7 separate regions of the Mus musculus genome follow, and regions 2, 3, 4, 5, 6 and 7 are each linked to region 1. A link is a contact called in public HiCAR-type and promoter capture Hi-C data. All regions are on one chromosome and are shown on one strand. Each heading gives the region's core, a stretch centred on a gene start, on an enhancer-like site or on the middle of the called end of the contact. The rest is flanking DNA. Distances are from core to core; before and after follow the strand shown. Region 1 holds the start of Guf1 (GUF1 homolog, GTPase). Region 2 holds the start of Shisa3 (shisa family member 3). Region 3 overlaps Atp8a1 (ATPase, aminophospholipid transporter (APLT), class I, type 8A, member 1). Region 4 overlaps Atp8a1 (ATPase, aminophospholipid transporter (APLT), class I, type 8A, member 1). Region 5 holds the start of Atp8a1 (ATPase, aminophospholipid transporter (APLT), class I, type 8A, member 1). Region 6 holds the start of Gabra2 (gamma-aminobutyric acid (GABA) A receptor, subunit alpha 2). Region 7 overlaps Grxcr1 (glutaredoxin, cysteine rich 1).

Region 1 (3,252 bases), core at 331-2,830:
CCTGTGGGTGTGTCTGAGGAGTTTGTCTTGATTGTTAATTGATGTAGGAGGGCTCTGGTCACTGTGGGCAGCACCATTCCCTGGGTAGATAGTCAGAGGCTGTGGGAAGCAGATGAAGTCCTTAGTGAATATAGATTGTTAACATGAACATGATCACCTCACAACTGTCAATGCTTCAGACCCATGGCAATGCCAAGGTCCTACAAGGATGTAGACAGTGTATGTAAAGAAGTTATCAACTACAGCTTCTTCCTCCTGAGTGACTACAACCTAGAGTGCTGCACTTCAGAGACACCACAATCAAGATTAGCTAACCTGCCTCCTCCTTTAGCCTATGTAAGCCTTCTTATTTTCCAGGCTACTAGTGTGTCATCAGAACACACAGCCCAACCCAATCCTAGCTTTTCTGTACATGTGTCTGTTGTTTCTTCATTCCCCACTGCCCCAGTCAAGACAATCCCAAAGTTGTGCAGGTCACAGCAAGTCGTACCTGAACCAGGGTCCTTGACTACAAGAAAGTTGAATTGGTTAGTTAGACAAGGGAACAGTCCTGAGAGAGGCATGCCAATAAATGTTAGGGACAATCAGAGTCTAGAGATGGGCAGTTATATGTTAGTATTTTGAAGGAGGTTTTTGAGAAACTGCAGAAGTTAAAAAATGTTACAGCCACCTCAATTGTTTAGACCATGTTCAGGAAACATGTCCTGGCTTTCTAGAAGATGGGATAGTGAATTTGGCTATTTGAGAAAAGGTGGTAGAAAACTAAGGGATACGCCTTAAAGGACAGAGAGGTATCCATCCTGTGACTAGAAGATAATGCTAGACTTAATATCCTGACACACAGATTTAAACCTATTGAATACTATTAAGTCTAGTTCTAAGCTGTGTTGTAACAATGTTTTATCAATGTACTTGAAAAATACTTTTTCCTATGACTTTGTTGTTGTTGTTGTTGTGTCACTACAAAAAGTTCATTGAAAAATAGAATTATGGGTTATCCTAACCTGGGAAACATGGGTATGTTTGCCTCCAGAATAAATTCTCTTACCTATTTTAAGGTGAGAATTGCTTTTGTATGGACAAAGAGAAGCCAGCATCCTTCTCCTTTGATGCATTTTGTTTTTATTAATAAATCTATACTTCATATTGGCTAAGCATGAAATAATTTTCTTCGTAGAAGCCATGAACTGTTTTTTGTTTTGTTTTGTTTTTTGTTTTTCCTGCAAGTCTCTTAAAAGAACTCCCCAGCCATTGATGGCCCCAGAGTAGAGGGACTTCGAACTGTTTCCCCATCTGGTGGAGCACACACACTTTAGAGATTCCACATCTGAGGCCTGCGCTGCACACACATACACACACACACACACACACACACACACACACACACAAGGGCGTCTCCTGTCCATTGTATTCGCTGGAGTGAGCGCAGAGAGTGATGCGACACCCGACTCCGGTCGCCTAGACTGTGGCTTTCTCAAGGCTGTCACACCAGGACACGCGCTTGACCGGCAGTATCACCCGCGGTCCCTGTAGCTCTCCCATCCCTGACCTTTCGACCCCCGCGTAGACGCGTCGACGTCATAAGCGGCGCGACCTGCAGGCGGCGCGTTTGCTTCGCGTCAGGCCTGGGTCTCGGTGTCAGCTCAGGCCGGAGCGCGACCCTGGCTTTGTGGTCTCCGTGGCGGGTTGGGCCCTGAGCCGCCGCCGAGGCATGTGGGCGCTCGTGGGGCGGGCTCTCGCGCCGTGGGCCGCCGGGGCCCGGCACGCGGCTGCCTCGGAGCCCAGGGCCGCCTGCAGGCTCTTCAGCGCGGCCGAGCTCAAGGTGACCATCACCCGGGGAAGGTGCAGGGCTTCAGCACATGCACGGTGGGCGAGCATCCTCGGCTGCTCGCCGGCGCGGCGTGGGCTGCGCTTCACCCGCATCAGAAGCGTGCCCGCTAGCTCCTCGGCTTAGGGCTGGTGTAGCTCACGAGCGGGTGCTATTTCTAAAAACCTCCGAGAAGCTGCTCCTTTGTAGCATCGATTTCCCTGAAGTTTTAGTTATCGTTTCTTGAGTAACTGGCTTGACTTGCATCCGATCCTGCAGCTTCTTTGCTGCGTTGGGATAGTTATCAAATTTCAAAGATTGGAGGATGCAAAGGCGTGGAGTATTTTAGTCCCATGCAAGGGACTTGTGGTTAGAAAAATGGACTTGTATTCGTCACCGTTCAGGGTTTTTGAAAGTCGAGCGGGTTTGCGAAAGTCGTGCGGGTTTGCATCACTTTGTCCTAAATGCGTGGTGGGGGACTACAATGCAGCTTTTACATTTTGTTTGAATAATTTTTCCATACCCTTACCTGCCTTACACTAAGTAAGAAATAGAAAGCTAAAACAAATGTTATAGTCATGACAGTTTCATCAACTGAATATGCCTAGGGAGCGCGCGCGCGCACACACACACATACACACTCACACCCCAGACTGTTTTGCTCAGACACCCATTTCCAGGAGTATGTGGTGTGTCTAAGAGATTTTGCTTGATAAGGCATTCTTGGACTCCTGAGGACTTATATATGGCTTTCACTCTCCATGAAAGTAAATTTGCAATTAGCTCAATATGTGAGGAAGTATTACTTAAGGATTTTATATTTAGCTTTGTTTATGGAACTGATATATTTGTCAAGTATTTTGTAATTTGTTCTTTGTAGTTAGGCTTAGTCATACATCTTTATTAGGGAGCGGGGAGCTTACAAAACTGCAATACGTGAAGTTGTCCATCGATGGAAAGACTTTTCTTTGAATTTGTACTTTGTTTTATGGAAAATTTATACCCTTAACTGTGATATTCCCTTCCCTTCTTAGGAGAAACCTGACATGTCTAGATTTCCTGTTGAAGACATTAGAAATTTCAGTATCATTGCACATGTGGATCATGGCAAAAGCACTTTAGCTGACAGGCTCCTGGAGCTAACAGGTATTTTATCTTCTCTGCTCTTGGTTAGTTAGCTTTACCGCAATATCTTACCTTTAGGCATTCATCTTTAATATTTTCTGTTAATTGTTTTTAATGCTTTTTTGTTTTAAAGCCCAGAGAAATTAGTAAATGCTTCTATTTCTAGGAACAATTGATAAGACGAAGAAAAACAAGCAGGTTCTTGATAAATTACAAGTAGAACGAGAAAGAGGAATCACTGTGAAGGCGCAGACAGCCTCTCTGTTTTACAGCTTTGGAGGGAAACAGTACCTTTTAAACCTCATCGACACACCAGTAAG
Region 2 (3,252 bases), core at 537-3,036, 1.9 Mb before region 1:
CCAACAAATCACTCCTTAAAATATTAACGCTATCAAAGAACAGCTGGAGAAGGAGGAAACTTGACCCTTGGGGGACTGATGGAGGGGCCGTGGCTGCTGTACAGTTTCACACAGTTGTGATGTAATGAAATTCCTCAAATCGTAACTTAAAAAAAAAAAGATATTAAGTAGTGTGGCTCTGGAAAAGTTATTAAGCGTTAGTGTGTCTTCGAGTTTGATTATTTTATTATGATCCTTGTAGCTCATATTTGCTGTGGTTTTAAATCTTTTTCTCTTTATTTTCCTGAAAACAAAACCAACCTCCCTGCTGCCCCTAAAAAACTGGTTTGGTTTTTTGTTGTTTTTTGTTTGTTTGTTTGTTTGTTTTAAGCAGCCTGAAAGCCCGGTGACAGCATTTTTTTTCCTATATAAATAAAAATCCATTAACCACGAAATTTCTACTCCACATGCTTCAATTAAATTCTTAGTTAAGGAAATTTGTTTGCCTAAATGTAATTTGGCTTTACTTAACAGTTTGATAACTTATTATTGCCCCCCAAACATTTATTGTGGAGCAATGCAGTTATAATTTTACACAGTCCTACTCAGTAGTGGCGTGTTGGGTATTTATTTTTATATTTAAATAACAATCTCAATATTTAAGACCTGAAGCTAGGAGTGGTTCTTTACCCGGGATGGAATTTAATTTAGATACTTAAAAATAAACCGTTTTATTCAGCACCGAAGTTTTTCTAGAAGCCTCTGGGACCGTGGGCAAGCTGCGGGTGTAATAAATACTTCTGACCGCGTATACTTGTGTTGGCGGTGCTCTGACAAGTTCTTCCATTTGTTTCAGGAGACTTGCTAATATCTAAATCGGTGACAGGGTGTTCAAAGCGTTTGACAAACCGTGTGGCTGAGACGAACGTCCTCACACGTACCGAACCAATAAACCCCGGAGAGGAAACACAGGTTGCAATAAAAATAAAGTCTTGAGGTTAGCACCGGTTTCACGTAACTCTGGCTTCACAAGGCTCTCCCTCGGCTAGAGGAGCCATGCCCTGCAAACAGCCCACAGGGGACACATCATTTAAATAAATGTGTTTCTTTGCCCGAACAGAAGTTCAGATAGGCTCGATTATCATTAATTCTGCTCTTTTATTTCCTTTGCGGGCGCGGAACACCGAAATCCTGGCCTTTGAAGTGAGGCTGGCGGGGCTGACCCGGGTCCTCCCCGGCGCCGGCTCAGCGGTGCGGGAAGGAGGCGCCTGAGCGTGAACTCGTGGAAGCTGGAAAGGAGGGGTGAAGGGGTGGGAGTGAGGTGCAAATGTTGGTGACCCTAAAAATCAGGTTATCGGAATCGAACGAATCCTCAGAATCGGCGGCCCAGGGACAAACTGAGTCTGTGCACAAGCCGACAGAACAGTTAGGGGACTTCAGACGCCACGCTCGTTTTTTAAAAGAAACCCGTGGAACTCAAGCGCGGCGCAAGTCCCCTCGTGAGCTGGCAGGCGTGGACGGAAGCGGGACCGTAGTCTTCCTCATCCTTCTGCAGGTTTTCCCCTGGCTATGTGACAGCTAGGTGGCAGGCTCGGCCTGGTCCCCTCGGGGTCACCGCCAAGGCCCGGGGTAGCGCCGTGGGTGGGGGCGGAGGGGAGACGCGCGTGAACCTGCGGGCGTGCGGACCGCATCGCGGTGCACCCGCTGTGATTAGCTCGCGCGGCGACCCCGGAGGGCGGACTTTCCTCACCCTCGAGTCTCCTCCTCCCTCTGCCTTTTTAAGGGACGCCCTCCAGGCAGAGCTGTCAGCCACCCCAGGCCCTCTGCACTTGGCCGCGACTGGGCTGTCTCCCGCCTGCGTGACAGTCAGGGGCGGGAGCGGAATTAGCCGTTGGTCCCCGAGACCTGCACGTGGAGAGCCAAGCTCAGTTCCCGGCTCTGCCGGGTACCGGGCGACAGCCCACGATTGGGACATTGCCCGGCCCTGGAGTTGGTCGTTCAGGGCTCGACGGCCCGCAAGAATAGCGGCCTGGCCCCGGGTGCTCCTAGCGCGATGAGCCTGGCTAAAGGCGGCCGCTGCTTCAGTCGCAGCCTACGCGGTGGCCTCCCGCGATCCCTGGTCCCCTCACCCTCGCGCACCATGCTGTCCTCCGGCCAGCGGAGCCCGCAGAGCAGCCCACGCCTCCTGCCCAGCCGCTGCTAACCCACGAGAACGCGTTCTTGACCGGGAGGTCAACCGGCCGCGTGGTGCCTCGGGGAGGCGGAACCTTGGTCCCCCGGAGCTCCGGCTCCGCCCTCGGATTCTCCAGCTGCCACCGGGCGCGGGGCGGCGATGGGGGCGCTGCTGGCGTTCTGTCTGCTCGTGGGCTTGCTACGTTGGGGCCCGGCGGGCGCGCAGCAGCCTGGGGAATACTGCCACGGCTGGGTGGACGCGCAGGGCAACTATCACGAGGGGTTCCAGTGCCCCGAGGACTTCGACACGCAGGACGCCACCATCTGCTGCGGCTCGTGTGCGCTGCGCTACTGCTGCGCGGCAGCCGACGCCAGGTTGGAGCAGGGGGGCTGCACCAACGACCGCGGAGAGCTGGAGCATCCTGGCATCACCGCGCGTAAGTGCGGCATCCCTGGGCGGACATGGCTCGCCCACCCGACACAGGCACGCCTTACTAGCTCGGGCCACAAAGTGGACCACCTCTGGGTCTGGGGATTGAAGAAAAAGAGGGTGATCGTATTTCAGGTCAGGGGTCCTATCGCTTTGCAGTTTGGGTCCCGGCTGCACGTGATGCCCATGGTTCGGCCCTAGGGAAAGTTTGCAAGGGTTCGCAGGAACTGCTGGTCTGGCGGGAACCTGGTGCTTCTAGGGTAGACAGCTGGAGCTAGGTTGGGTTTCCTGGGCGCTCTGGTCAAGTGGGGGAACTCCGGAAGTGCGGGTGCCAGGGAACTCGACTCTGATCACCCCCTTATTTTCTTTTGTCGAGTAGTAGCATTTCGTCACTCTTCCAACTTCCTTACAATTCTCTGCATCCAATTACCCTCTCTAGTCCACCCCCTATTGTCACGCTTTTCAGAAACACCCAAGTCTTTGGAGGTGAGGATTTAAAATTCCGGGTCACAGGGATTTCTCAGGCCCCCTATTCTCACGTCGGAAAACACGGGTCAAATTTCCGCTCACTTGTCCACTTGCTCACTTAAGAGGTGAATAAATCAGGACCCCAGCTGAGGAAATTTACACCTTGAAAAAAAAGTTTTCCACTTGAGTTGGAACATCAGGGA
Region 3 (3,252 bases), core at 415-2,914, 1.9 Mb before region 1:
AAAGGGGTACCAGGAACTCCTCCCATCTTCTCTGCACGAATGCAGGTTACTGATATGGACTGTCACTCAAGGATGCTAAGCTTCCCCCTGCCCCTGTAATATGGGGCTGATATCTCTGCCCGTTTAAAATAAAAACATGCCATCGGTAAAAATCTCTGAAAATAAAATCTGTTTGCATGGGTTCTGAAGAACCGCATGCGTATTCTAGACATCAACTCGTGAAAAATATGCCCATAAAAGTCACTTTATTTAATAAGCAAAACATGATCTGGGACAGTTGGTTGACATCCTCAATAGTGAAAACCAACAGTAATTATGTAACAGGAAATGTCTATCACCTCCAGGGCCTTTGTTTCCATTCAAGGACGCCTTCTAGGAAGGTAACAGCTATTAGAAAACAAAACAACCCTAAACAAAACAAAAACCCTTTCATGACTTTTTCTTCCTGGGGAAAAGGGTAAGATGAGATGCTAAGTCATGGAAGCGAAAACACCTTTGCCTGGCTTATGTATTTTAATGTTGAGAACAAGAGAAGAAAAGACTTCTTGCCTTTGGCCGCTGTGTATTAACCTCAAGTTAAAGTCTTTGCAGACAAGAAAAACTTGGACCCTGTGGGCTGCTAATTCTGACCATTGTCATGCTAATGACAGAGTGGGGTAACTACAGCCTGCTATTCAGCTCCCCGCCTTTGGCTTTACAAATGAACAACGTGAATTGAAGGGGGGTGAAGACTTTTTCTGAGTCATATCTGAAAGCCTGTCAGATTTTTTTTTTTTCTTTTGCAGCGTTAATCCAAACCTAAAAGATTTAAAGCTGACGTCCCCATTTAAGACAGAGTCTCTTTGTATTTTTTTGGATGAAGAGGAGGGGGAAAAATGAAATCCCACAGAGGTATTTCCTTCCTTTCTGTACAAGAAGGCTCCCCTCCCTCTGTGGAAGCCAGTTTGTCTCTAACTTTTCACATTTCCCCACTTGCAGGCAGGTCAGCTGGGAAAAGCCAAGCCGTGCGCAGACAATGGCGCTTACGGGAGTGTCTGTCCGGGGTTGGTCTGGGGCTTCCCCTTAGAGCAGTTTGCAAATGGTCCTGAACGTGGGAGATTGGGGGGCAGTGCCAAGTGTCTCTTGTCCTCTTCCAGGTCTTGCGAAACCAAATGGAATTTGTCACAAAAAAGCGGAGGGGTGTGAGAAGAGGATCTAAGTGCTTAGGGCCTTGTGGTTGGTACACAGCAGGCCTGCCTGTGCCCTATGTGGGGAACAAGTAACTGCTTATCTCTGCAGAGGCCCCGGGTGGGAGCCCTAGGGCTTCAAAATAAACTAGGGCTAACTCTAGTGGAACATATAACCCAGGCAGGGGAAACCGCTCATATTTTCACATAAACCTGCAGAAGAGTACTTGAAAAAACATCAGCTTATTGTGCAAGTAGCCCAGTAGAGATGCAGGACCAGGACCAGCTATAGTCTTGTTCCCTGACCCACTGTGGGGGAACACCAGCCTTTCCATACCAGAGAGATGTTCAACACAATCAGCTTGCCCAAGTTCAGCTTTGTAGAATGAAGAGAACTCAAATTTGCTGCCTGCAGGCAAACCCTTGGCTGCACAGTTCTTGTCTGTCTCAGACTTTGCCACTAGGCAGGTTGGGAAGGCATAATTACTTATTCTGACTCTCCATTACACACAGACGGCTCTCAAAAGAAAAGCACGCTTGAGAGCCCTTGTACCCGAGACAGAGCAGGCCTGGTGCCCACAGTCTCTGACTTGGTCTGCTGGTGCCCATGGCTGCCATTGAGACTCCATGGTTAGGACCTTTGCAGACTGCTTCCTCAGCTATCAAGTGGGTTTAAGAACCAAACCCCAGAGTGCAACATGGCAGCATTCATTATTAGTGATGCCTTCCCTTATGTTTATCTTCATTTTTGGAATTCTTTAGTGGACTCTCTTCTCCTGTTTTTTTCTAGCGATCTGTCCCAGGAGCTTTAAGGAGGGGAGGTTTTCTCTTATCAAGTTAACTGCAAATCAGTTCGTAAATTTTATGATTTTGATTGCTTTATACACACATATGCTTGTCTTATGCAATATTTTCCAATGTCAACATACAGTATGGGTCAACATAAATTAATAAAGTTTCGGGCTTATAGATTTGCTAACAGGAGTGGGCTTGGCTAAGTATACCAGTCTTATATAAATTTGCTCACAAGAAATGGAGAAAATAAAAATTATCATATATTAATTTTATAGAGAAATTATTAAGAAAACAGTGCTATAAAACTTGGTGACTTTCTTTCTTTCTTTCTTTCTTTCTTTCTTTTTTTTTTAGTATAGAATAGAGTTTATTCAGGGCATGGGAGGGGAGTTTAGAGGGTAGTAGAGGCAGAGAAAGGCAGAGAGAAGAGAAAAATCACTTGGTGACTTTCTTTTCCCCTCTCTCCCCCTCTCTCCCTCTCCCTCTCTCCCTTCCTTCCCTTCTTTCTTTATTTTTCAAAAAAAAAAAAAAAAAAAAAAAAAAAAGGTTTTTGCTATGTGGCCCAGGCTGGCTTTAAACTTGAAAATGAACTGCCTGCTTCTGCCTCCTGAGGACAAGGGTTACAGACATATGGTACCATGCCTGGCTTAAATCTTGGGCAGACAGTTCCTTCCTTCCTTCCTTCCTTCCTTCCTTCCTTCCTTCCTTCCTTCCTTCCTTCCTCCCTTCCTCCCTCCCTCCCTCCCTCCCTCCCTCCCTCCCTCCCTCCCTCCCTCCCTCCCTCCCTTGTTCTCTTTGTTCTTTTGTCTCATTCCTTTTTTTTTTTTTTTTTTTAAAAGAGAAAACAATACGCCGCCGGGCGTGGTGGTGCACACCTTTAATCCCAGCACTCGGGAGGCAGAGGCAGGCAGATTTCTGAGTTCGAGGCCAGCCTGGTCTACAGAGTGAGTTCCAGGACAGCCAGGGCTACACAGAGAAACCCTGTCTTGAAAAACCAAAAAAGAGAAAAAAAAATACAAATCCAAAGGAGCTACAAGTTGATGTTAGCAACAATTGACAGTGTAAAAACTCCCCCAAAACAGGCCTGAGGAATATTCCTCAGTGGATAAACCATTCATGTACTGTGTGGGAGGCCTAAGTTCAATCCACAGCACTCCAACAAAATCAAAAGAACAAAACAACAAAACCCAATAAGTGATATTGTCTAGATAAGGCTTTATACGAGGGTTTCTATATTTAAAAATAGCGAGGGGAAAAAAGATCTCCCAAAAGAAGAGATGCACAGAACTTG
Region 4 (3,252 bases), core at 386-2,885, 1.8 Mb before region 1:
TTCCAATAACTGATCTATTCCTTAATTCAGGTCAGACTGGAAGGGACCTATGTTCTTTTCAGTTCCATCTCCAAACTCAACACATAGTCTAGTGCAGTAGTGATTAACATGTGGGTTGTGACCCTTTGAGAGGTCCAACAGCCCTTTCACAGGGGCCACGTATTAGATAGCCTGAATATCAGATATTTACACAGTGGCAAAATGACAGTTATGAAGAATCAAGAAAAGTAATTTTATCGTTGGAGGGGTCACCGTAATGTAAGGAGCTGTATAAAATCAATGCAGCATTACGAAGGTTGAGAGCCACTTAGTCTAGTTATCTTTCCCCAGGAAGAGCTGTACAGCAGGTTCCTCTAGGCAAAGATTGGAAGGCAGACTGTCCTCCAAATTCGTGCCCCTCTAACAACAGGCCTGTGGCTAGCCAGTCACTCTTAGACCTTGCTTAACCTCTAATTTCTGCTATCCCCAGCCTTTCTGACTATAATATAGTCCAGTCATTCTCCCATGACCACGTATGTTCCTGTCTCAGGTCCCTGGAGAGATGAGATTTCTTCTTGTATTCTAGAATTAGTTTTTGCTTAGTGCATAGCTTCGGGATGGGGTAAAGTCTAGATCCAAGACTGATGTAGCCCGTGGGCGGTTACTTTTAGTTCTCACATGCTACAATGTTATAATGTGACCTCGGTCCTCCAACTCCATAGCTCTTCCTTCTTAGCAGACCGGAAGGTCATACACCCTGCTCTTGGGCAGCCTGGAACCATTCTCATTCACTCTCCGGTGAGACATTCACAAGGCTCTCTGCATTTCATTCTTTACATCCCTCGATCTCCTACTGGCATTTTCCACAAAGTGGCTTGCTTCTTTTGCCTTCCAAAAGTCAGGAGTGTGTTTCAGAACTTGGACCACTAGGTGGCAGGTCCTCCCTTCACGCCTCTGCTCCAGCCCAGTTTTCTCTGGCTCATAAACCTTTCCAAATGGAATAGGGTTTGAAAGGAGACTTCTTGGCATTCTTCCCTTAAGTTGGTCCAAGGAACGAAACCCATGGGGGACCACAGGGCAAGAGCTCTCCAGCCACAGGGAGATTACTGCTGGTATAGGTGATCTGCCAGGCTAAATGGTACAAAACCATAGAAACACGGCTAATCATTGTCCTATAAGGTCTGGACTGATGCTTGGCTTTTAACAAAGCAGTGATCTGACTGCTGGGGCCAGAAAGTCCTTCAGCTGAGGATACATTTGAACACATAAAGCTGCATAATAATTACCTTATGGCAATTATCACAGAGAAGCTGAGTCGCAGCTCTGGGAGAACTCATCTTTCTATTCAAATGATTCAGTTTTTAAAATGATAAAAATCTCAGTCCCAGGAGAAAGGTGTATTTTTCTCTCTTTAATACTTCCATGACTAGTGTGGATTAAAACAAAACAACACCCCATTGGTCTTGGAGTCTCTTCAGGTTTGGAGGCCGGGTGAACGGGAGCCACTGGCACATGCTCCCCGAGATATTGTGTGACAGACTGGATGTAAAGAAAGAGCAGTTGAGAGAGCACTTGCACAATGTGTCGGCCTGGACAAGCTCACTGCCCACTGTACAGCACCCGTGTAGAGGCTGGCTTCCTGATCCGTGCCACATCTCCCGGACGACCTGAGGCAGAGCTCCTTTGGTAGCGCAAGTCAGTTTTCTGAGGCAATGAACACGGTTGTACAAAGCCTGTTTGCTCAGCATCCTCTCTGACTCAGGGGCTGATCTCTTCCCTAACCTAGTGGACCTGCCTCAGCTTAAGGGCTTCTGGCCCCAGCAGTCAGAGAACTGTTTTTTAAAAGAGTCTGTACCTCTAGGATTTTTTTAAGGTCCTGTTCATTGGTAGTCAAAACTGCTTGCTGGTAGATTTAATTTTTTTAGTAATGAGTTTGTTACTCAGAGTAGTTAAGTCCAAGAATTTGAATGGGTGATTAAATGCACTGTTTTGGCTAGATAATGGTTGGTTTTGATCAAAGTAAATGAGACTCAGTTTCCTGGGTGACTGCAAGTATTTCTGAAAGCAATTACAAAAGAGGAGTTCTAAAATGCTGTGTGAGAGTCTGCACTGCTGAAGAAAGAGCCTGCCAAGGGGACTCCTTTGAAGACTGATGCTAATGGAGATGGGTTAGCTCTCATTATTCTAAGGGCACGCCTGGAAGAATGCTCTACCCAGCCTACCTTCTACAGCAGAATAAATAAATGCCACTCACGCCACACATAATTATAGGCTAGGTAAAATGAGAAAATAACCAAGCAGAAAAGAGAAACTTGTTCAACCTGCAGATACTATAATAATACAAAAAAACAAAACAAAAACAAAAACAAAAAACCACTGAACGACTGCAGGGCCAGCTCTAAGGCAAGCTCTCTGTCACCCCACTGTCATTTACTTGAAAAATAACAAGAACATAACGTGTGACTGTATCAAGAAGTTAAGAAAAAACAAACATATCTACTTAGATTTGCTTCAGAATAATAAGGGTAGAAAGGCACAGGAGGGATAAGGGTGACCCAGGGCATAGCCTGTTAAAATAACTGATGGGGACATTTGTTCATTCTGCTTATATTTAAACTTTCCAAAATAATTTTTTAAGAGAAAATGATTATGAATATTTGTGGGTTTTTGAAAGTAATCATGTGATAACTTATAATTACATGGATGTTTTTCTCTCTAGTCCTTCCAATATTGATACTATCAATTTAGATAATGGTTTTTAATAGAAAGGAATTGGTCTCCAAGTCTCCACGTTTGTTTATGGTTCTTGGCAACAACAGGAAACAGTGCCAATTCTAGAGTTAGTAGCTATGCACTGGGAAGTCATAATCTAGACAAATCACTTATATTAATACATTTTTAGAGGATTTCAGCTATTGCACAGTCTTTAATGCCAAGAGTATATTTGAAAGGGTCTTTAGAATGGACCAAATATAAACACATAATTTTCACATGTGGATTTTCTTAACATTTTTGTGGTGAGTGCCATTTCAAGCAGGACAATTAAACAGACAGCTACAAGCTTGCTACGTGGCATTCAGTCAACTTCACATTGCCAGACAAAGCTGCCAAGCAGCTATTGAGATGACTTCTAGAGTTTTGGAGAGAGTCTTCCATAGTCTCTCCTCCTGCAGCAGTAGCATAGAGCCACTGTCACATATGCAGAGCACAGGGTTCCACCACGGCCACAGTTGATCTTGGTTTTCTCAGCAATATAAAACCAATTAGATGAGG
Region 5 (3,252 bases), core at 298-2,797, 1.7 Mb before region 1:
CATTTTCCTCGAAATTGAAAAAAAAATACGCTTATATACTAAATTCTTAAGATGCAGGTCAGTTTTGATTCCCTTGTCTCTTGCCTACATATTAGAGCCCGGAATTCCTATTTTTCACATGAGGTCCTTACAGCTCTTACTACTCCCGCCCCCAGAAATCCTATTCTCCTTGCTTCTACTCCACCTCCACCACCCCGTTATCATCTATCTCACGGTCAAGATGGGGGCAGGGATGAGAATCAGTGACGGTAACAAGATAGATTATTTCTCAAAATAGTGCCATTCCACAACGTTGAAGGGCAGAGTTACTGGAATGGAAAAACAGACAAACAAAAGAAAGAAAATAAAAGTATACCGTTTCCTTTTTGTCCTAGTAAAACCAAGAGGTGTTTATTGAAAGCCTGCCACACGCCAGACAGGAGGAGAAGGGCTCCTCAATCAGGGTGCACAGCACCATCTCAGTCTTTGCCAAAGCGTCCTAGCCCATAACCTAGGGCATCTGTTGCACACTTCCTACAAGTGGAACCACTCAACAGCTGGCCCTGGGTGGAGCAACAAAAGCAGCATGCACCTTACTCAAGTCAGTTCAGTCGGCCGAAGTGCAGGCTTCAAGCAAAAATGAAAAACAAAAATGAAACCTCAAACTAGAGCCCGGTGAGCCACAGGGGGCAGAAGTGCAGAGACTGGAACGCAGCCTGGTATCCACTGAGCACCCAAACCCAATTAAGGCTCTTCCAGCCTAGAGATGCTGGGAACAGTGGATCAAAGAATCTGCGACGCCTGGGAATGGCAAACCCGCTCTTCGGGAAGCTGTGATGTGGGGGCAACACAATGGTGGGCGCTGGAGATAGTAGGTTGGAGGGATCTATTCATGGGCACGGGTAAACTCACTGGGAACAGGCAGATTGCAAAGATTGTGCGCTGTTGGCGAAGGAGGAGAGCCGGGCGAGTGCTCTGGGAGACAAGGACTGAACAGTCGCGTTGCGGTGTAAAGGAAACCTTGGGGCTCCCGCCAGCGCATAAATTCCGAGGTTTTGGATCCTGGAAAGCATTTGCTAGTGCGCTGAAGGCAGAGCTGGCGGAAGGGTTCACTGGCGATCAGGGGCGACAACCAGACTACTGGGAAAAGGAGGAGGGGGTGTAGATGGGATGAGGTGTCTCTTCCCGGCCACACACACACACACACACACACACACACACTCACGTCAGACCCCAGGCTGCTAGCACCTGCCCCCACGCACTCTGGGCGCACAGCCTCCTGCTGCGGCGGTCACTCACCTTCCGCGCGCGAGCGGATCTCCGACACTGTCCTCCGCATGGTCGGCATCTCGACAGCCCCTGCAGGTGGGTCTCGGGCGGGGACCCTGCACCTGTCACGGCGCCGCGCGGGCGGGAGAGCTGGCTGCGCCGCGCAGAGGGCTCAGCTGCCGCGGGGCCGCGCCTCCCACCCAGGGCAGCGTCGCCGCCAGGAGCCGCCTGGGCACTGGACGGGAGGGGGAAGGCGGCGAAGGAGCTGCGTCCGCAGAGCCGCCTAGGTCTCCCCGCAGTGGCAGAGGAGCGGGCTCGAGGGGCGGAGCCGGGGACGGCGCCGGGGGCGGGGTCTGCGGGGCGCGCGCTCACTCGCTGGCCTCCTGGAGTGGGGCGGGGACAGGGCCGCCGAGCCTCCAGGTCCCGCCCAGTTCGGACCGTACCATCCGCGGGGAGGGGACTTCGATCTAGCATTCTCGGCTTCTCGGCCCACCTCGGCCCTCCTTGAGGCCAGTACAAGTGTCCCAAGCCTTAATAAAAGAGGAAGAGCTTCTTTAGCTCTGAAAGCTCTGGCATCCCCTACAGCCACCTTCTGGCTCTACAATGCGATAGAACCGACCGTCCTCAGCGCCAGGGTGTTGGGTTCGGTGTGGGCAGCTTGAGTCTAAGCCTCTGAGACTCTGTGGGTGACGTCTCTGCTGATGTGGGGGGACCCTGCATTCGCCCTCTGAGTGGAATCCTAGCCTATCTCAACACCCAGCCTGACTCCTGGCCTGAGATGAACGTGAACCCTCTGTAGTAGCAGGCTGTGAGACCTGAAGCCACTGGAACGGTTCCTCTTGTCGTTTTAAGGCTTCCAGCCACACAACCTGCGTGGGTGTGTGAGCCCGTACTTCCCACCAGTTCGTCCTCTGCAACCTGTTAAGGCTCTGAAACTGCAACCAAACCAACTGTTGACCACGTGGTTAACCAAGCAAAAATTATGCTGTTTGTGGTTTCTGCTCCAGAAAGTTCGATGCAGTAGTTTATCCTCAAAGCCTAGTGGGGCGTCGGTATAAAATCCATAAAGATGTTAATTACAAGTCGTTATGTCCTAGAGACCAGCACGACCTCAGTGCCTTTTATTTTGTGTAGTAAAATCCAATCTAACAAGTCGAAACAAATGCAGTATTTTTAATTTGTTCCCGATTTCAGCCTCGAGATAGGATGAGGGGAGCTTTGTGTCTAGCAAGCTCCTGAGCAGGGTAAGAAAGGAATAAAGGTAAAAGGTACTGGCTTCGTGTACTGTTCTTCTGGGCACCTAGCGGAAAGAGCCTGTAGCAAGGCTTTTTATTAGTATTCCTTTGAGATCCAGAAAGGAGAGATGGGTAGAGGGTGAACGAGAGAGAGAGAGAGAGAGAGAGAGAGAGAGAGAGAGAGAGAGAGAGAGAGATATGACTGCAACTCGAGCATAAGGAAAAAGACAAATAAATAAAATCCGCTAATAGCATCTTCTCTCCATTCGTGATAGTTCCTCTACTTCCCGGAAGATCTCATTCACTAATCAGAGTTCTACCTCACTCACTCACATTAATACCCAGGCGGTCAATACATATTTATGAGGAACCCTCTCCACTTGTCTCTTATTCAGTGGTTGGGATCAGAACAAAGGAAACATATTATTTCCAGTGTGCTTGGAATCTCCTTAGGTTAGAGCAGACTCAAACGTAAATGTGTCTGTGCCAGCGATAGCCATAATTTAAAACCGTAGTCCTTTGAAAAAAAAAAGAAAATGAATACAGCCTTATCAAGACTGTCATCGCTGGCGGCTTTTACTCCTCCTAGGCTCCATAATCTCGTGTGTGTGTGTGTGTGGGGGGGGGGGGACCAGGCTTCCTCTTGATGGATATAAATGAGTCTGAAACCAAGTGGAAGACTAAGAACCAAGGGGCAGGGAAAATCAGCTTAAAAGTAAGCAAACAAATGTAGGAGTGGGAGTGGTTTTCGGATTAAGATTTTACATGA
Region 6 (3,252 bases), core at 484-2,983, 1.5 Mb after region 1:
AAGCCTAAGTTGCCACTTAAATCATTTAGCTGATTTTTTTTTTTCTGTGTGTTCCAAGGACGGCTTAGCTTCCTTACCAGAATTTAGTATAACTATGAACACCTTAACGACAGGCATTCTTTAAACTAATATATCCCTGATAGGGTAGTCGCTTCTTCAATTAAATGCCTCAAATAGAAAAAAAAAATCCCATTCATTTTTGTTGTGTGTGTGTGTGTGTTTGGCTGCTTAAAAAAAAATCAGCAAACTTTTTAGAGTTTCAGACACTTAGTACGACAATTTCCTGTACAATCCATTTCCACTAAAATAATTGATAATTCCTCAAAATACCTAGTCTTTTAAAGAGTGTGGATACAGTTGTGTCACTTAAAAATCATCCTAGACCTGGAATGAAGAAATCAAAAACAATGCTTCACCTGACTGGGTCCCACACCAGAAGAACAAGCAGCAGAGACCATACATTGCATGTGCTCAATTTTGTCTTCATCTTCTTGTTGCCAAAGCTATGGAAGAAAAAACAAAATTAAATTAAATTTGTTCTCATCCTACCAAGCCAATAACCCAAAAGAATTTCATTTCAATTAGGAGGGGATGTTACTCCTGTCTACTAGGTATAGGACTGGATGACAGGCAATGGGAAAGGATTTTTTTAATGGAAAGATTACACCACTAATACATTTTCCTCTGCCTATAACTTCCCCAGTCCCATCCTCTGAAAAAAAAAAAATCGTTATGCACGCATAAAATGACAACCCGGGACTCTAAACTGACACAGTAGCTGATGAAGAAATAGGTTGGAGGAGTGTGTGCGAAAGAGGTGGGGAGATGGATACTCCACGCCTCACCCTCTCAAGGAAGATCACCTCCGCAACGACAGCAGGAAAAAGCTGGCAGCAAGCAGGCTACTTTTTCATTTCTATCTTTTCCTTACAGTTAATTGTGGTACTCACGTCTTCACTTTACTCAACAACAACCACCATCACACCCTCAAAAAAAAAAAAAAATAGAAAATCAAATCCAAATCATTCGCCCTGCCCTTTCACATTTGCCCACGTCCATGTTCAAGAGGCAGCAGGGTGGAAATCAAGTGCTGCGAACTATGCATTTGACAGCTGCTCTGAGCCAAGACTACCAAAGGAGCGTGAGGCTCCGGATCAGACGCCGCTGAGCAGGCAGGCAGCGCTGCCAGTGTGTGCAAAGTTGGAGACTGTAAAAGAGCCGGGCCAGCGTGCAGCCGCCGGACTGGCTCTTGGATTTTTATTGTAGTTGCGAATATACGTTTCTGGGGAGGGACATTGGAATTCGATCTTGGAGGATGGAGAGACTAGGAGAACCTGAGCCTCCGTGTCGAAGGAGCATGAAGAGTGGAGTGGGTTGGTGGGGTGGGGGTGGCATGCTGGCGAAGCAGAGGGGAATGAGCAAAGGTTACCCCCGCTGCCACCAACGTCTGCGACCCTACCTGAACAGCTAGTAGAAGTAGTAGATGTTTTCCTCCAGTGGCTTTGAATCTGTTTCCACAGAAACTTGAGAGAGAGAGAGAGAGAGAGAGAGAGAGAGAGAGAGAGAGAGAGAGAGAGAGAGAGAGAGAGAGAGAGAGAGACTGCAGCAGCCTAAAGACCAGGCAGCAAACGAATGGATGGGCCGGTGGAAGCTGTAGCAGAGAGCTTGAGGAGTCGTGGCCGCGCGAGGAGTAGGCGGCGAAGGCGTCCGTAGTGGCGGTGATGGGCGGAGGAGGAGGAGGAGGAAGAGGAGGAGGGAGTAGCGATCGCAGGAGCCGGGGTGGGGGCGCGGAGGCGCGATGCGCGCAGGCAGGCAGCAGCGGGCACGAGCCCCGCGCCTGGAGGAGGAGGAGCTAGCCCAAGGAAGAGGATTAAGAAGGTTCCAGGGAATAGGGGACCCCTTATCCCCCACCCCAATCCTGGCCAAGCCACCGCCGCCCTCTGGGCACCTGGGGCAGCACAGCCGGGGTAGCGCGGGGCACCACAGTGCGCCTGGGAGCGCCGCTGCCCGCGCCCACACCGCGCTGGAGGAGTGGAGCCCACACCCTGCCTGGAGCTGGAGGCAGTGAGCTTCCTGGTGTAAGGGTTAGGGGGCGGCTGCTGGTGAGTGTGGGTGCTGAACTGTGAATGGTGTGTGTTTGTGAGGCCCTAGGTCCCACGGGCGGCTCCCTGCCGCTCGTCCCCCGACATCATCCCTAGTGGAGCGACGTGGTTGCCTGGAAGAGGTAACGATGTATGGCTCCCACTGGAGGGCGAAGGGGCTAATCACGCCTTTACTTAGTCATCAGCGCATCCACGCAGGACCATGTTAAACGCACGTTACGTGGAATTACACAGCAGGAAGTTTCTTTGATTTCCTTAGCCCTCTGGATGTACCTCTCTTTGCTCAGCGCTCCCATAATTAGGACCAGTTTCCCCTCAAGCTAGGAGGTCTGGAGACTTGCCCAAAGCGGATCAGTGAGGGCCCTATGCTGACCTTACCCTTCAGGAAAACCCCCTGCTTTCTTTCAGCAATGCTTTACCCTAATCTCTTTGTCCAGGCATTCTCCTTACCTGGTGCTCAAGATTCAGTCTAAGAGCTATAAAAAGTTTATGTTAGCCCTGAGCTAAGGAACCTGCTGCCTTCTTTCCATTGCAGACAGGAACGAGATGGAGCAGTTTGAGGTTTTCCCCCCTTTAGGGCTTTTTCTTGGCAGGGACTTGTAATTCCAAACCTATCATACACTTTGAGAATTCTGTGTTTGATCTGTCTGATGTTTCCTTCCGCTTTATCTGGGGCGATAAAATCGAACCGTGCAACATGAACAGAAAAAGAAAAAGGAAACCAATGAAAAAGAAAAGAAAGATGCATTCCTTTTTGTACTGTGCAGGAAACTGAATCTTAGGAACATTCTACTCAGGCAAACCAGAGCCGCTCTTTATCTTTTTTTCTCAGAAGTTTTCATAAATGTGAGACACTATAAAAGGAGAAAAGGGAGAGTGTCCTAAGCTTGTACGACTCTGTTATTTTACATTCAGAGTCAATATGTACCATTTGGTAGTTGAGCACACACACACACACACACACACACACACACACACACACACACACACAAGATTTTTTTTTTACTAGATGATGCAGTTTTCCTAACGGGCAGTGCTAATCTACAGTAAATTTTAGCTTTCCTTTGAAGATTATGGGAAGAGAGGAAGACACTTACAATAGAAATATTTCAGGCTGTTCCTTTTAAACCATAAGCCACCACGTTGCCAA
Region 7 (3,252 bases), core at 437-2,936, 1.4 Mb before region 1:
CAATATGTACTCACTGATAAGTGGATATTAGCCCAGAAACTTAGAATACCCAAGATATAAGATACAATTTGCTAAACGCATGAAACTCAAGAAGAATGAAGACCAAAGTGTGGACACATTACCCCTTCTTAGAATTAGGAACAAAATAACCATGGAAGGAGTTACAGAGACAAAGTTTGGAGCTGAGACGAAAGGATGGACCTTCTAGAGACTGCCATATCCAGGGATCCATCCCATAATCAGCTTCCAAACGCTGACACCATTGCATATACTAGCAAGATTTTGCTGAAAGGACCCAGATATGGCTGTCTCTTGTGAGACTATGCCGGGGCCTGGCAAACACAGAAGTGGATGCTCACAGTCAGCTATTGGATGGATCACAGGGCCCCCAATTGAGGAGCTAGAGAAAGTACCCAAGGTGATAAAGGGGTATGCAATCCTATAGGTGGAACAGTAATATGAACTAACCAATACTCCGCCCCCCACCCCCCGGAGCTTGTGTCTCTAGCTTCATATGAATCAGAAGATGGCCTAGTTGGCCATCAGTGGAAAGAGAGGCCCATTGGTCGTGCAAACGTTATCTGCCTCACTACAGGGGAACGCCAGGGCGAAGAAGTGGGAGTGGGTGGGTAGGGGAGTGGGTGGAGGAGCATGTGGGGGACTTCTGGGGTAGCATTGGAAATGTAAATGTAATAAATACCCAATTAAAAAAACACTCATATTATGAAAAAGAATTAAAATTTTATGCAATGACAAAGTCCCTTAGGACTCAGAGAAACTTTAAATAAAGACCTTCAGCAGTAAAAAAAAAAGTTCAAAGAATCATAATGAATATGTAGGGATGTGCATACAGGGCTCCAATCCTTGCTTTCACAGGAAGTGTTAGAAGTTAAAAACATCAGCTCTGTAACTTCCCCTCCTTGTGTTCCAACTCCTTTTATGCTCTCTCCGTAGAAGACTTTGGGGTTGCTATTTAATTTTATTAGGGGTCAATTCCGACTAATAGCAGAGTCTTCTGTATTAAATGAGGTGAAGGTTTCTCTCTGACAATAGTGTTGGTTGAATGATGATTATATGTTTTTTTTAGCTGATACGTGCATGACTTCAAAAATGGCCATGTCCAGGATGTCTAGGAGAGGGCAGAGATGATTCAGGCTGTGGATTTGCTCAAAGTCCTCTTCTCCAGAAGGAACATCTGACAATAGGTTCCGTGTGTGTGCTGTATGCATGCCTCTCTGGAACTGATGTGACAGCTAGTACATCCCAAAGCTTGCCCATTGGCAGCCTTCTCTGTTCCTAACGTGACCCTTGACACAGGAGTGGGTATGCAACAGTAAAACTTTCTGGTCTTTATATTTCACTTTTCTCAGAGCTGAGGAGAAGATTGTGTTTATTATGTTATGAGTTAACCTTTCCTGACTACAACTTTGGCATTTCAAATACTAACACAACTAATTTTCTTTTCTCCCTAACCCTCTTGTTAATAGGGTGCTGAGAAAATTTTGTCAATGAATGAATCAGGAGAACTGCAAGACCTTTTAACCAAAATTGAGGTAATTGTGCTTTTAACAACTCATTTCTAGTAATCAAAATGTTAAGCACATTCTGACTGTAATTGGTTCCCTAGCTGAATTTTTATCCTATGTTCTTACAAATATATAACATTATATGTGTGACAGTTGTAATTGGGTACCACCTGCCATTACATTTGCTCCAAGTAGGGTGATTTAAACATCTGCTTCTAACCACCTCATCCTATTAACTGAACTTTTTAGTTGGCTTTATCTGAGACTAATTATAATAGAGGTATTGGTGAAGTATTAAACTAGACAATTTTTTTAAAGCACACTTATTCCCATGGACTTACTCATATTTATGAAGGAAAAAAGAACACCATTACTATGAGGCATGTTTTAGTTTTTGTTTTTACCTTTTACAATTATAGCATCAGAGACACAATTATTCAAATATATAGTGCCTTAAATTGATGTGCAACCAGGAAACCCTCAGCATTTCTGTGGTGAATGATTGTAGCAGCCTGTTTCTTCCTGTGTGTAGGGAGACCATATGCTTTATCACCCAGATGGAAACAATTTTAAGATTGGAAATTACACATTCATAATTATCCAGAGTGTTCCCAGGTGAACAAGGCTGGCCAGCACCTACATGCTTTTACTGGCTCTTCTTGTTATCACCTTATATTTGATTCTCTCACATACCTTCAACATCAATCAAGGCTAAGATCTCTGTTGCCTCTTTCCTCTCTTAGAACCACTCATTTATGCAAGGTGCCTACCCAGAGTGTTATTGTCCCAGTTCCTCATTGCACTTCACAATCTGCAAGATCTATTTTGTCTATCTGTGGTACTACTTCTAAAAATACTGTCTAGTCTTTCCTGACTTCTTATCTCCATGAATTTTTATACTGTGTGGTTGCCAAAGGGATTCCTTTTGTCCCTTTTATTTTGGTTTTTAATTTTATCCCAAATGAGCTACTTCTTACTTTTAATAGTCACTTTTATTGATATTTAGTCTTTATCAGAAGGAAAAAATGTGTTCAATCAATTGACAAATAGTCCAAATAGCTATGATTTGCAAGCATTTTCCTTTGGGAGACAACAGTTTCTGTTTAAAGATTTGCTTGCATACAGCAATAACTAAGAACAGTTTGGTGATACTTTCTGTCATAATAGTAACATTACATTTGTACAAAGTGATCCAATAAAGGTGACAGTCAGAGAAGAAGTCCTTCTGAACATGGAGGGTTCCTGGGATGCAGGAGTAGAATATGCCATGATCTGAATTCCTAAATTTCCCAACCATTCACAATTTGTAAATTTTGAAATATTGTTTGAAATTTGAGAATTTTAGCTGGAAGATCAGATCTAATGATGGTTATGTGACTTTGGACATGTTCCTTGACACCTTGGAGTCTTGATAACTTTAGGTATCAAATGAGAGTATGCACTGGCTTGTCTAAATTTTCATTCAGCTAAAAAATATTTGCATGAGTAGATTACTTTCTTTCTGTTCCTATAGACTGCTTCAGTTCCATAAAGTCATTAATTTAGGTTAATGTGTATCTTTTTATTCAACCTACATAATTTGCATAGTGTATATTATTTAATATTATATAATTTTCTGAGCATATTTTAATGTTATACACTGATATTACAGAATACACACATTTGATTTTATATTGCTATTTGAACATTTAAGCATTTACTTTAATAGCTATATACCTCTCCAATA

Evidence for each region. Promoter capture Hi-C pulls out the DNA fragments that hold promoters and counts their contacts. HiCAR-type assays count read pairs that join an accessible place to other places.
Region 2: a HiCAR-type map of astrocytes shows a contact between it and region 1, with 5 times the contacts expected there. The contact joins the promoter of Shisa3 here to the promoter of Guf1 in region 1. A contact is called at or near these places in 4 of 39 promoter capture datasets (cranial neural crest, hippocampal neurons, liver and 1 more) and 1 of 115 datasets of contacts at active chromatin or transcription factors (astrocytes).
Region 3: a HiCAR-type map of astrocytes shows a contact between it and region 1, with 5 times the contacts expected there. The contact joins the enhancer-like site here to the promoter of Guf1 in region 1. A contact is called at or near these places in 3 of 39 promoter capture datasets (the C10 cell line, cranial neural crest and pre-B cells), 2 of 115 datasets of contacts at active chromatin or transcription factors (astrocytes and embryonic stem cells) and 1 of 9 other capture datasets (liver).
Region 4: a HiCAR-type map of astrocytes shows a contact between it and region 1, with 12 times the contacts expected there. The contact joins the enhancer-like site here to the promoter of Guf1 in region 1. A contact is called at or near these places in 6 of 39 promoter capture datasets (the C10 cell line, cranial neural crest, hippocampal neurons and 2 more), 2 of 484 Hi-C or Micro-C datasets (cortical neurons and stem cell-derived motor neurons) and 2 of 115 datasets of contacts at active chromatin or transcription factors (astrocytes and large pre-B cells).
Region 5: a HiCAR-type map of astrocytes shows a contact between it and region 1, with 7 times the contacts expected there. The contact joins the promoter of Atp8a1 here to the promoter of Guf1 in region 1. A contact is called at or near these places in 4 of 39 promoter capture datasets (the C10 cell line, embryonic stem cells, hippocampal neurons and 1 more), 1 of 484 Hi-C or Micro-C datasets (cerebral cortex), 6 of 115 datasets of contacts at active chromatin or transcription factors (astrocytes, embryonic forebrain, embryonic stem cells and 3 more) and 3 of 9 other capture datasets (adipose tissue, embryonic stem cells and liver).
Region 6: a HiCAR-type map of astrocytes shows a contact between it and region 1, with 6 times the contacts expected there. The contact joins the promoter of Gabra2 here to the promoter of Guf1 in region 1. A contact is called at or near these places in 2 of 39 promoter capture datasets (cranial neural crest and hippocampal neurons) and 1 of 115 datasets of contacts at active chromatin or transcription factors (astrocytes).
Region 7: a contact with region 1 is called in a promoter capture Hi-C map of second pharyngeal arch cranial neural crest. The contact joins the enhancer-like site here to the promoter of Guf1 in region 1. A contact is called at or near these places in 7 of 39 promoter capture datasets (the C10 cell line, cranial neural crest, embryonic stem cells and 4 more), 1 of 115 datasets of contacts at active chromatin or transcription factors (stem cell-derived neural progenitor cells) and 1 of 9 other capture datasets (pancreatic islet).

What each region holds. Positions count from the first base shown.
Region 1 is chr5:69,555,344-69,558,595 of GRCm38.p6, forward strand. It overlaps Guf1 (GUF1 homolog, GTPase), which reads left to right and starts at 1,581. Exons shown (of 17, transcript NM_172711.3): 1 at 1,581-1,822; 2 at 2,842-2,953; 3 at 3,099-3,247. The coding sequence starts at 1,712.
Region 2 is chr5:67,606,097-67,609,348 of GRCm38.p6, forward strand. It overlaps Shisa3 (shisa family member 3), which reads left to right and starts at 1,787. Exons shown (of 2, transcript NM_001033415.3): 1 at 1,787-2,588. The coding sequence starts at 2,312.
Region 3 is chr5:67,632,882-67,636,133 of GRCm38.p6, forward strand. The region is part of intron 33 of Atp8a1 (ATPase, aminophospholipid transporter (APLT), class I, type 8A, member 1); the gene reads right to left. Among named protein-coding and RNA genes, the nearest start is that of Gm15478, 5.4 kb to the right of the region's middle. Within about 2 kb of position 1,665, at least 54 of the 459 cell types and tissues checked have an H3K27ac peak or open chromatin away from gene starts, as enhancers often do. A contact at or near this core is called in astrocytes and embryonic stem cells, where this site is marked.
Region 4 is chr5:67,751,171-67,754,422 of GRCm38.p6, forward strand. All of the region lies in intron 15 of Atp8a1 (ATPase, aminophospholipid transporter (APLT), class I, type 8A, member 1), which reads right to left. Among named protein-coding and RNA genes, the nearest start is that of Gm46914, 50 kb to the left of the region's middle. Within about 2 kb of position 1,636, at least 44 of the 459 cell types and tissues checked have an H3K27ac peak or open chromatin away from gene starts, as enhancers often do. A contact at or near this core is called in astrocytes, cortical neurons and stem cell-derived motor neurons, where this site is marked.
Region 5 is chr5:67,845,884-67,849,135 of GRCm38.p6, forward strand. Atp8a1 (ATPase, aminophospholipid transporter (APLT), class I, type 8A, member 1) reads right to left here and starts at 1,548. Exons shown (of 37, transcript NM_001038999.2): 1 at 1,279-1,548. The coding sequence starts at 1,327.
Region 6 is chr5:71,094,116-71,097,367 of GRCm38.p6, forward strand. Gabra2 (gamma-aminobutyric acid (GABA) A receptor, subunit alpha 2) reads right to left here and starts at 1,734. Exons shown (of 10, transcript NM_008066.4): 1 at 1,460-1,734; 2 at 417-503. The coding sequence starts at 487.
Region 7 is chr5:68,154,340-68,157,591 of GRCm38.p6, forward strand. Grxcr1 (glutaredoxin, cysteine rich 1) reads left to right here. Exons shown (of 4, transcript NM_001018019.2): 3 at 1,488-1,553. Among named protein-coding and RNA genes, the nearest start is that of Grxcr1, 120 kb to the left of the region's middle. Within about 2 kb of position 1,687, at least 1 of the 459 cell types and tissues checked has an H3K27ac peak or open chromatin away from gene starts, as enhancers often do. A contact at or near this core is called in second pharyngeal arch cranial neural crest, where this site is marked.